Regions from separate parts of the Mus musculus genome. Here region 2 is linked to region 1. The links are chromatin contacts, called in public Hi-C maps. All regions are on one chromosome and are shown on one strand. The core of a region is the stretch at or near the end of the contact, and the rest is flanking DNA. Distances in the headings are between cores, read along the strand shown. Region 1 has its middle 56 kb from the start of Gm2788. Region 2 overlaps Nav2 (neuron navigator 2).

The links. A called contact is a pair of places that touch in the nucleus more often than the background predicts.
Region 2: a Hi-C map of the G1E-ER4 cell line shows a contact between it and region 1, with 1.7 times the contacts expected there. The contact joins two enhancer-like sites. A contact is called at or near these places in 5 of 484 Hi-C or Micro-C datasets (the G1E-ER4 cell line, bone marrow-derived macrophages, embryonic stem cells and 2 more) and 1 of 115 datasets of contacts at active chromatin or transcription factors (pancreatic cancer cells).

What each region holds. Positions count from the first base shown.
Region 1 is chr7:48,935,158-48,939,231 of GRCm38.p6, reverse strand. No RefSeq gene overlaps it. Among named protein-coding and RNA genes, the nearest start is that of Gm2788, 56 kb to the right of the region's middle. Within about 2 kb of position 1,476, at least 66 of the 459 cell types and tissues checked have an H3K27ac peak or open chromatin away from gene starts, as enhancers often do. A contact at or near this core is called in the G1E-ER4 cell line and bone marrow-derived macrophages, where this site is marked.
Region 2 is chr7:49,272,023-49,275,618 of GRCm38.p6, reverse strand. All of the region lies in intron 1 of Nav2 (neuron navigator 2), which reads right to left. Among named protein-coding and RNA genes, the nearest start is that of Nav2, 28 kb to the right of the region's middle. Within about 2 kb of position 1,523, at least 18 of the 459 cell types and tissues checked have an H3K27ac peak or open chromatin away from gene starts, as enhancers often do. A contact at or near this core is called in the G1E-ER4 cell line and bone marrow-derived macrophages, where this site is marked.

The DNA.
Region 1 (4,074 bases), core at 227-2,726:
GGGGCTGGGGTCATGAGTGGAACTTGCGTATTTAGCTCTTTGGAACACAGTTGTTTCCTCCCCAAATTTCAAAGATAAGACTGCTACAGTCACATTGCAATGTTCAGTGGTCAGATCTTGTTCATACCTGTCAGTCCCTTTCTTTTGTTTAGAATTAGAAAAAAAAAAAGTTGTATTTCAAATACCTGCCCCCCCAAAAATTAAAAATGGCACCTGGTGTGGTGGAACATGCCTTTAATCCCAGCAGATCTCCATGAGTTCGAGGCCAGCCTAATCTACATAGTGAATTCTCTGGCAGTCAGAACAAATGGTGAGACCCTGTCTCAAAAGAAAAAAAAAAAGAAGAGAAGAGAAGAGGAGAGGAGAGGAGAGGAGAGGAGAGGAGAGGAGAGGAGAGGAGAGGAGAGAAGAGAAGAGAAGAGAAGAGAAGAGAAGAGAAGAGAAGAGAAGAGAAGAGAAGAGAAGAGAAGAGAATACAGAGGATGGTTTAAGCTTTGTTGAATTGAATTTAGAAGATGCTAAAGAGGTTTTAAACATGGTAGAAGAGACAGACTCTGACTGCACCTACATATCTGGGTGACACCTCTGTGGCTCCCAATAGGCAGAAAAGGAAGTCAGGAGGAAGATTCCATGGGTATTTTTTTACTCAGGATTTTACAAGCATCAAGGATCAATTGCAACATGTGAATTTTCAGTAGCATCTTCAAAAAGGAAAAGAGTTCACATTTTAATTTAGAATGCTTGTGTCCTGTTATGATGTAAACGGTTTTTGTTCATTTGTTTTAACCCTTGGTCCCCAGCTGGGGGCGCTGTTTAGGAAGGTTGTGGAACCTCTGGAGACTTAACAGATGGAAGTGGGTCACTGGGCCAGTCCTGAGGCTTAATAGCCCTGCCCCGTTTCCTGTCTGCTCTCTGCTTTGGGAGTATAGTTACCATGTAAGCGGCTGACTAATATTTCCACCTTCATGCTTTCTCCACCAAACTCTCAAGCAAAGTTAAGTCTTTCTTACATCAGTCTCAACATGAAAAGTAATTATTTTTTGCATGAGAACAGATGACATTGCAGAATATCCTTGAGATAGAAAACATAAAAGAGTAGGTTGAATTATATAGGTCTGTACTTACAGGGGGCCAAAGGGGAGCGCAGTCAGGACATGACTTCATGATCTATTCTGCACCTCGTAATACTCAGAGACCCTTGAGAGAGTCTACACTTACTTCTCTACCTCAAGAGAGCTTGCTCTTCTCAAGATTTAGATTTCATCAGGAAAGAAAGCGGAAAAGGACCACTTCAGAACACAAGCCACATGCTACCTGCAGCTGTTTCGATGCCTCCCCTTCTGTAGATCTAGCCTTGCCCAAGTGCTAATCCGGGTGTGTGAGATGCTCATGCGCCCGCCTCTGATCAGACAGCAGCACACGAGTCCCCAGCTGCATGAGAATGGTTCACACTCCAGCCGAGGAACCCACCATCTCTAACCACAACAGAACGGAAGCAAGACTGGCAGTGCGCATGCGTGCCTTACCCACAGCCCACATCAGCCCCTGGGAAGGCTTTGTGGGTTTTGTCCTCCACAGGCTTCAGGATGGTGAGCTTCCTCTTGGTGGCATGTCTGGTGCTAATTTCTACTTAGCTGGCTGAAAAAGTTCCTTATGACGTTACTTTCTGCAGGTGGTCTCCATCTTTGCTCCTCTAAGTGCATAAGTCTTCCTTTTCATATTCTAGGGTTGGTGTTGCAGGTATAGTTGATGTCTAAGAAAGCCTCTTTCTCTCTCTGTGACTGGCTTATTTTCCTTGTTAAAGATGGTGCTGGATTTTTCTACTATATATATATATATATATATATATATATATATATATATATATATATATATATATATACATATACATACACACACATATATATACATATATATGTTTTAATATTAAAATCCCATATAATATATAAAATTGAGACTTCATATTCACATATATATTAAAGGTTGTCTAATATTTCTCCTAATACATATACACACGCTCACACATACACACACACACACACACACACACACACACACACACACACACATATATATATATATATATATAACAAGTAGAAAAGTAGTAAGATTTCCTCTTACTGGATTGTTCTCACTGCATTACAGCACCCTCACTCTCCACCTCCTATTCCTAATGCTACCTGAATTTTATGGGTACCACCATACATAACCCTTGGAGAGTGGACCACATGTGCTGACTGACAGCTTGAGGAGTGAGGAGGGAGATCATAGAGAGATGCTCTGCTTTCTGGCCAGGACACCTGGGTGTGTTTTTCACCAGACTGTGAACCTTTTAAGAACAAAGGTTGAATCTGTAACCCTTTCTAGATTCAGACAGGGTATGTTTTCCAAGGCTTTCTAAGCACCCCGGCTGTGATTCAAATGTGGTGCTGCTCAGCAAGTCCACAGCTGCTCACTCCCATACCCAACCTCACCCATCCTCCACGTGGCTCTGCCCTTGTCCTGTGTCTCTCTAGACCCCACTTTCACATTGCAACTTTTTTTTTTTGCCATAGATTGTAAGAAATGTGTGTACAACAAGTATCTGAACAAAGTGACCCTTCAACTTAATTGTGAGGTTGCGGCAGAAATCAAGTCCTATTCAAGTTCATGTCACTGGGCCCTACTTCAGCATGTCATGTGACACAAAGCAGCAAACACTACACAATTGGGCTGAATAATATAGAGAGAGGATTGCCCCCAGATCGGAGCACTTCCATATTATTATAAGTGTTGAGGCTTGAGTACCATGGAGTCAGGAAGAATAAGGATAGAAAATGTATTATCAAGTTCCTAAGACGTGCCAGGCACTGTACCAGGTGTTATCTCAGCATCAAAGGGTGCGGCTTCTCTAGTGATAAGTAATACTTTACGTATGAAGTTGTACCTTGCAGTACTGAGGTGAACACTGAAGTTTACAAAAAAATAAAAAGAGGTGGACTGGCTGGTTCCACACTGCAGAGCTTGTAAGTGGCAGAGCTAGATTTGAACCCAGGCACTTTGAGCCTGGAGACAAGACTCCCAGTATTAGGATATGCCAGGGTATAGACTGTGTCCAGACCAAGTCAGTTAGGTAGGTACGCAAGGAACTGAGGCTCCCCCAAAGCACATGATTAGAACCAAGCCACTACGTGGCAATTTCCTTGCTCTTGGAAATCATTTGAGTGGTGGTGGTGGTGGTGGTGGCGGTGGTTGTTGTTGTTGTTGTTGTTGTTGTTGTCTTGAATTTTGCACATGCAACAACCCTTGGGATCCAGCCTCAAGAGACCATAATGGTCCCGAGGGAACGAAAGTCCTCATGAACAGAAGCTGAAGAATAAAAGACCTCAGTCATTCGGAATAGAGTTGAGAGAAGCCAACAGATGGATAACATAACAGAGGGGGTCTCAAGTCCCACCTGACCCAGACTGCGGGGTACAGACTGCTCTAACAAGGTCCCCTGTTACAACCACTCACTCTGTGGAGCCCCCTTACCCTGGGCCACGTGCACTGCTCTGTACCAGTGTATGTGAACATGCCTCCTGCCACCTTTTCAGCTGCCCTCCTATAAAGATCTCTTCCTCTTTGCAAAAAAACAGTGCCAAACTGGCATCCATGTGCCCAGGCAGTGAGCCTTTCTGAATAGTAAGCTTTCCTCTCAGACAGTGGCTGCAACATGGGCAGGAGGTTAACTCTTGGTACATGGCCTCGGAATCAGAAGCAAGCTTTGCTTTGCCCTACAGCCATTCATCCCCTTCACACACATGACCTCCCCTCCTGGCCTTGTTTGAAATGGGGGTGCAGAGGACAGCATTCCAGCCACACCACACTCCCTAGATGCATCTATGAGACAGTGTGAGGGAGAGGAAAGTGGGGATATCTACGACACCCTTACATTCCCGGGTGTCCTGAGCATATGGGAAGCCTGGACATGCAGGCTCTTGAGCTCCAGCCAGTAAAGTTTGTGCTCAGATGGTCCCCATCGCCATCTGTGGATGGAGATGTTAATTTATATGTGATATCTCTTTAGTCTCTCACAACCACATGAGAGAGCTG
Region 2 (3,596 bases), core at 274-2,773, 340 kb before region 1:
GAGCATGAGGAGTTGAGTTTGGATCCCCAGCTTCTGCATCTGGGATCCCAGCGTTAAGGAGGTGGCCACAAGAGGATGCTGAACACCAAGTACAGCGAGAGAGGCCTTGTATCAAAGAACAAAGCAGCCGTATTAGAGGAAGACATCCAACACCAAGCTCCGGCCTCCACTGTATGCACTGGCACATGCCTGCACACTTTCCCTGCCTTACTGAAGCACACAAATGCACACAAAATGGAAAGGACAACAGGAAAGCTTAGCTCTAAGGATCTTAACCCTATGGTTTCCATGAACCAGAACATAGCTTTGGAAGCGTCGTCAAAAGTGGGCATTGCTGAACACAGGGAACAGGCAACACAAGGTAGAAAAAGAGCCAGATTCCCACAAAGGAAGCAGCAGAGTTAGAAGGACCAGACTGCAGAACTCAGAGAACACATAAACATGAAAGAAACCCAGCTAGACACACCTCCTTCCATGACCTTACAGAACTGGAGAGGTTAATGTCAGTGAACTCACTCCGTACATACAAATTCAATGAAGAAGTAATTAACGCCCAGCTACGGAATTCTGAATTTCTAATTACGCTCTACCTCCATCAAAGTAAGGTTCCAAGCATAGTGTGGTAATCAATTTGACTGTAGTTTAGACACACACAGACACACAAACCGAAGCCAGTTGCTTAGGTTAGGTGCTGTAGCCATGCCTCCCGCTGGCTTCCATATGTCACCCAAGTGTGATGGTAACTGTGCACTGTCAGATGGTGGCGCCTCGAGCACATTGCCTTCTAAGATGTTACTCACTGGGCAGGATGAGCAGGACACACACACACACACACACACACACACACACACACACACACACACGGGGAGAGAGAGAGAGAGAGAGAGAGGAGATGCAGGGCTAAGGGGAGGGGGTCCTAGTCACCTCACAGGTGGAATGGGAGTCCCTCCATTCTAGCCACGGGGAGTTGAGATGCGGGTGTTGTATTCCTTTCTGTTAATAAACTGCCTGTTGGGAGAGGCACTAGCTGAGACAGTGGGAAGAGGCAAAATGAATGGTTCTGTTCATTTTATACCTGTGCTGTAACTCTTAAAGTAAATTATCTGAGGGCTGCAGAGATGGTTCTGTGGTTAAGAGCCTTGCTCTCTTACAGAGGACCTGGGTGTGGTTCCCACCCAGCACGGAGATGGGGCGGCTCATAACTGCCCGTAATCCAGTTCTAGGGGACCTGATACCCTCTCCTGACCTCAGCAGGCACCTGCGCACACGTGGTGCGCACACAAGCACTCAGCACATTCACGTACAAACAACATTTACGTAGTGAGTGAAAAATAAAACAAACTGCTTGAAAATGTCAGCTTTTGAATTAAAACCACTGACACTAGGGGAATGGGGGCGGGGAGATGCGGCTTTATTAGAAGATCTGAGCTTTCTCCCTCCCTTGGCCTTCTGCTCTAACTTACTGTGTTCAAACAGATCCAATGTGAGTGCGTCAGAAAGACATATGCTGCAAGTATTTATATTTAGTCCGGGAAGATGGGAGGAGCTAACAGCCAATCCCAAGAGAGGGCTTCTCATCTCTACTCAGTGAAGTCCTGGGATTCACCTTCACCAGGTCTTCCCCTTTCAGGTCTCTTCCTGGAAACTCCTTCACTATTAAGACTGCACAAAGGCAGGCCCTGGAAGCAGATGTCTGGGATTAAAACCCAATGCACACACATTGAGTGTCTGACCCTCTGTATGACTCACTCATGTCATCTGTAATGCCATTTACCAATTCCCCTTCCATGGCTAACCTCACAAGCAGTGGGCTGATCTCTGTGAATACCTCCAGACAGGCTTCCAGGGTGCAGTCCAGCAGACACACAGTGAAAACCAATGTCACCTGCAGCCAGTGGCTGGGCAGGAGACATTCCCAGTACCTGTGATCTAAGCTCAGCATCAGGCCCTGAGGATGAGGCGACCTGGCTTGCCTGAAGTCTGCTGTGACTGGTGGGGCAGGCTGACCCTCTAGGCTCCTGGGGCTGCACCTGTCTGAACAGCTGCTGCAGGAGAATGGCAAGAAGCTACTGGGAAATATGCCCACTGCTACATGCTGGTCTTCTGTCCACCAGCAAGGCCAACACTGCAGGTCTAGCTTCCAATACCATGGCATTCCTGGGCAGGAGTTGGGGGGCGGCGGGGGCATTCTCACCTCTTGTTCAGACCCAGAATTTGGTCCTTCAAAGAAATCCTGACACAATTCCTAGAAATGATGGATGCAGGCACAGCACAGTCTCTACCTGCGGTGGTCCTTAATGAGCAAGCTAGAGGGACTGAGGAGAGAGTCAGAGTGAAGCCTCGTGTGCCTGGCTTTCCTAAAGGCATGCTGGGCAGCAGAGGGAGGAGCCACTGCCACTCCTGTGCGAGCCTCCCTGCTGGGCTCGGGTGGTGGGGACCTCCAGAACAGAGCCTGACTCTCACTGCCGGAAGCACTGACCTCATTGACTTCAGCAGCTCTGACGGGCATCATCTCCCAACAGCAGAGCTATCATTGGCAGCTTGCAAAGCCCTTCACAGGTGCCTCACGTGGAGAGTGGCTTTATACAGAGGCCCAGTTACTTATTTAATATTGAAAATTGGGCGGAGATGGTGAAGAAAAGTCACGTGACTCTGCTCAAGGCATGTTTCCTGCTGCACCTTGTTTTCCCCTTTGGTCTCATCCCCTGACCCCTTCATTCTCTGGACTTGGTACTGAGGATGCACCCGATGGCCCCACACACACTAAGCAAGCACCCTACCTCTGACTACAACTTCAGCCCTCTGATCCCAGTGTTGCCCTTTAACTATGAGACAGTCTAATTGGATTTTCAATTCCCAGCATTCCGAAATCCAAGCTTTACTGGCTTTAATGAAAGAAGGCTCCGTGCATGTGTTTCTGGAAGAGCCCACCAGGTGGCGATAGCAGCCACAGCATTCTAGGACAGCTGCCAAGGCAACTGGAGGGCAAGCCTGTCTGCCTGTCTGCCTTCTTATCCGGTTCTGCATTTTGGAGCTGCTTGCTGCTGCATCTCTTCTCTCTATTTAGAGACGGGGCCTCACTATAGCTCAGGCTGTCCTGGAACTTGTTGTGTAGCCCAGGATAGCCTCCATTTCCCTTGTCCCATCTCAGTCTTCTGAGTGCAAGGAAGTCCCTCCAGGTACCACTCAAACTGCAGCTGCTGCTGCTTCTTCTTCTTCTTCTTCTTCTTCTTCTTCTTCTTCTTCTTCTTCTTCTTCTTCTTCTTCTTCTTCTTCTTCTTCTTCTTCTTCTTCTTCTTCTTCTTTTTTTTTTTTTGGTTTTTTTCGAGACAGGGTTTCTCTGTGTAGCCCTGGCTGTCCTGTTACTCACTTTGTAAACCAGGCTGGCCTCAAACTTAGAAATCCGCCTGCCTCTGCCACCACCGCCCAGCCAAACTGCAGCTTCTAGTCTAGGTGTGGATTGCTCAGGCAGGATCAGCTAGCTTCTAGAATGCTCTCCTGTCTGGGACAGCGGTATCAAAAGTATCTGTTCCTGCTACCTAGAGATGGGCAGGGCTAAGATGGCCAGGATAAGGAAGAGGGGGCCATCTGTATTA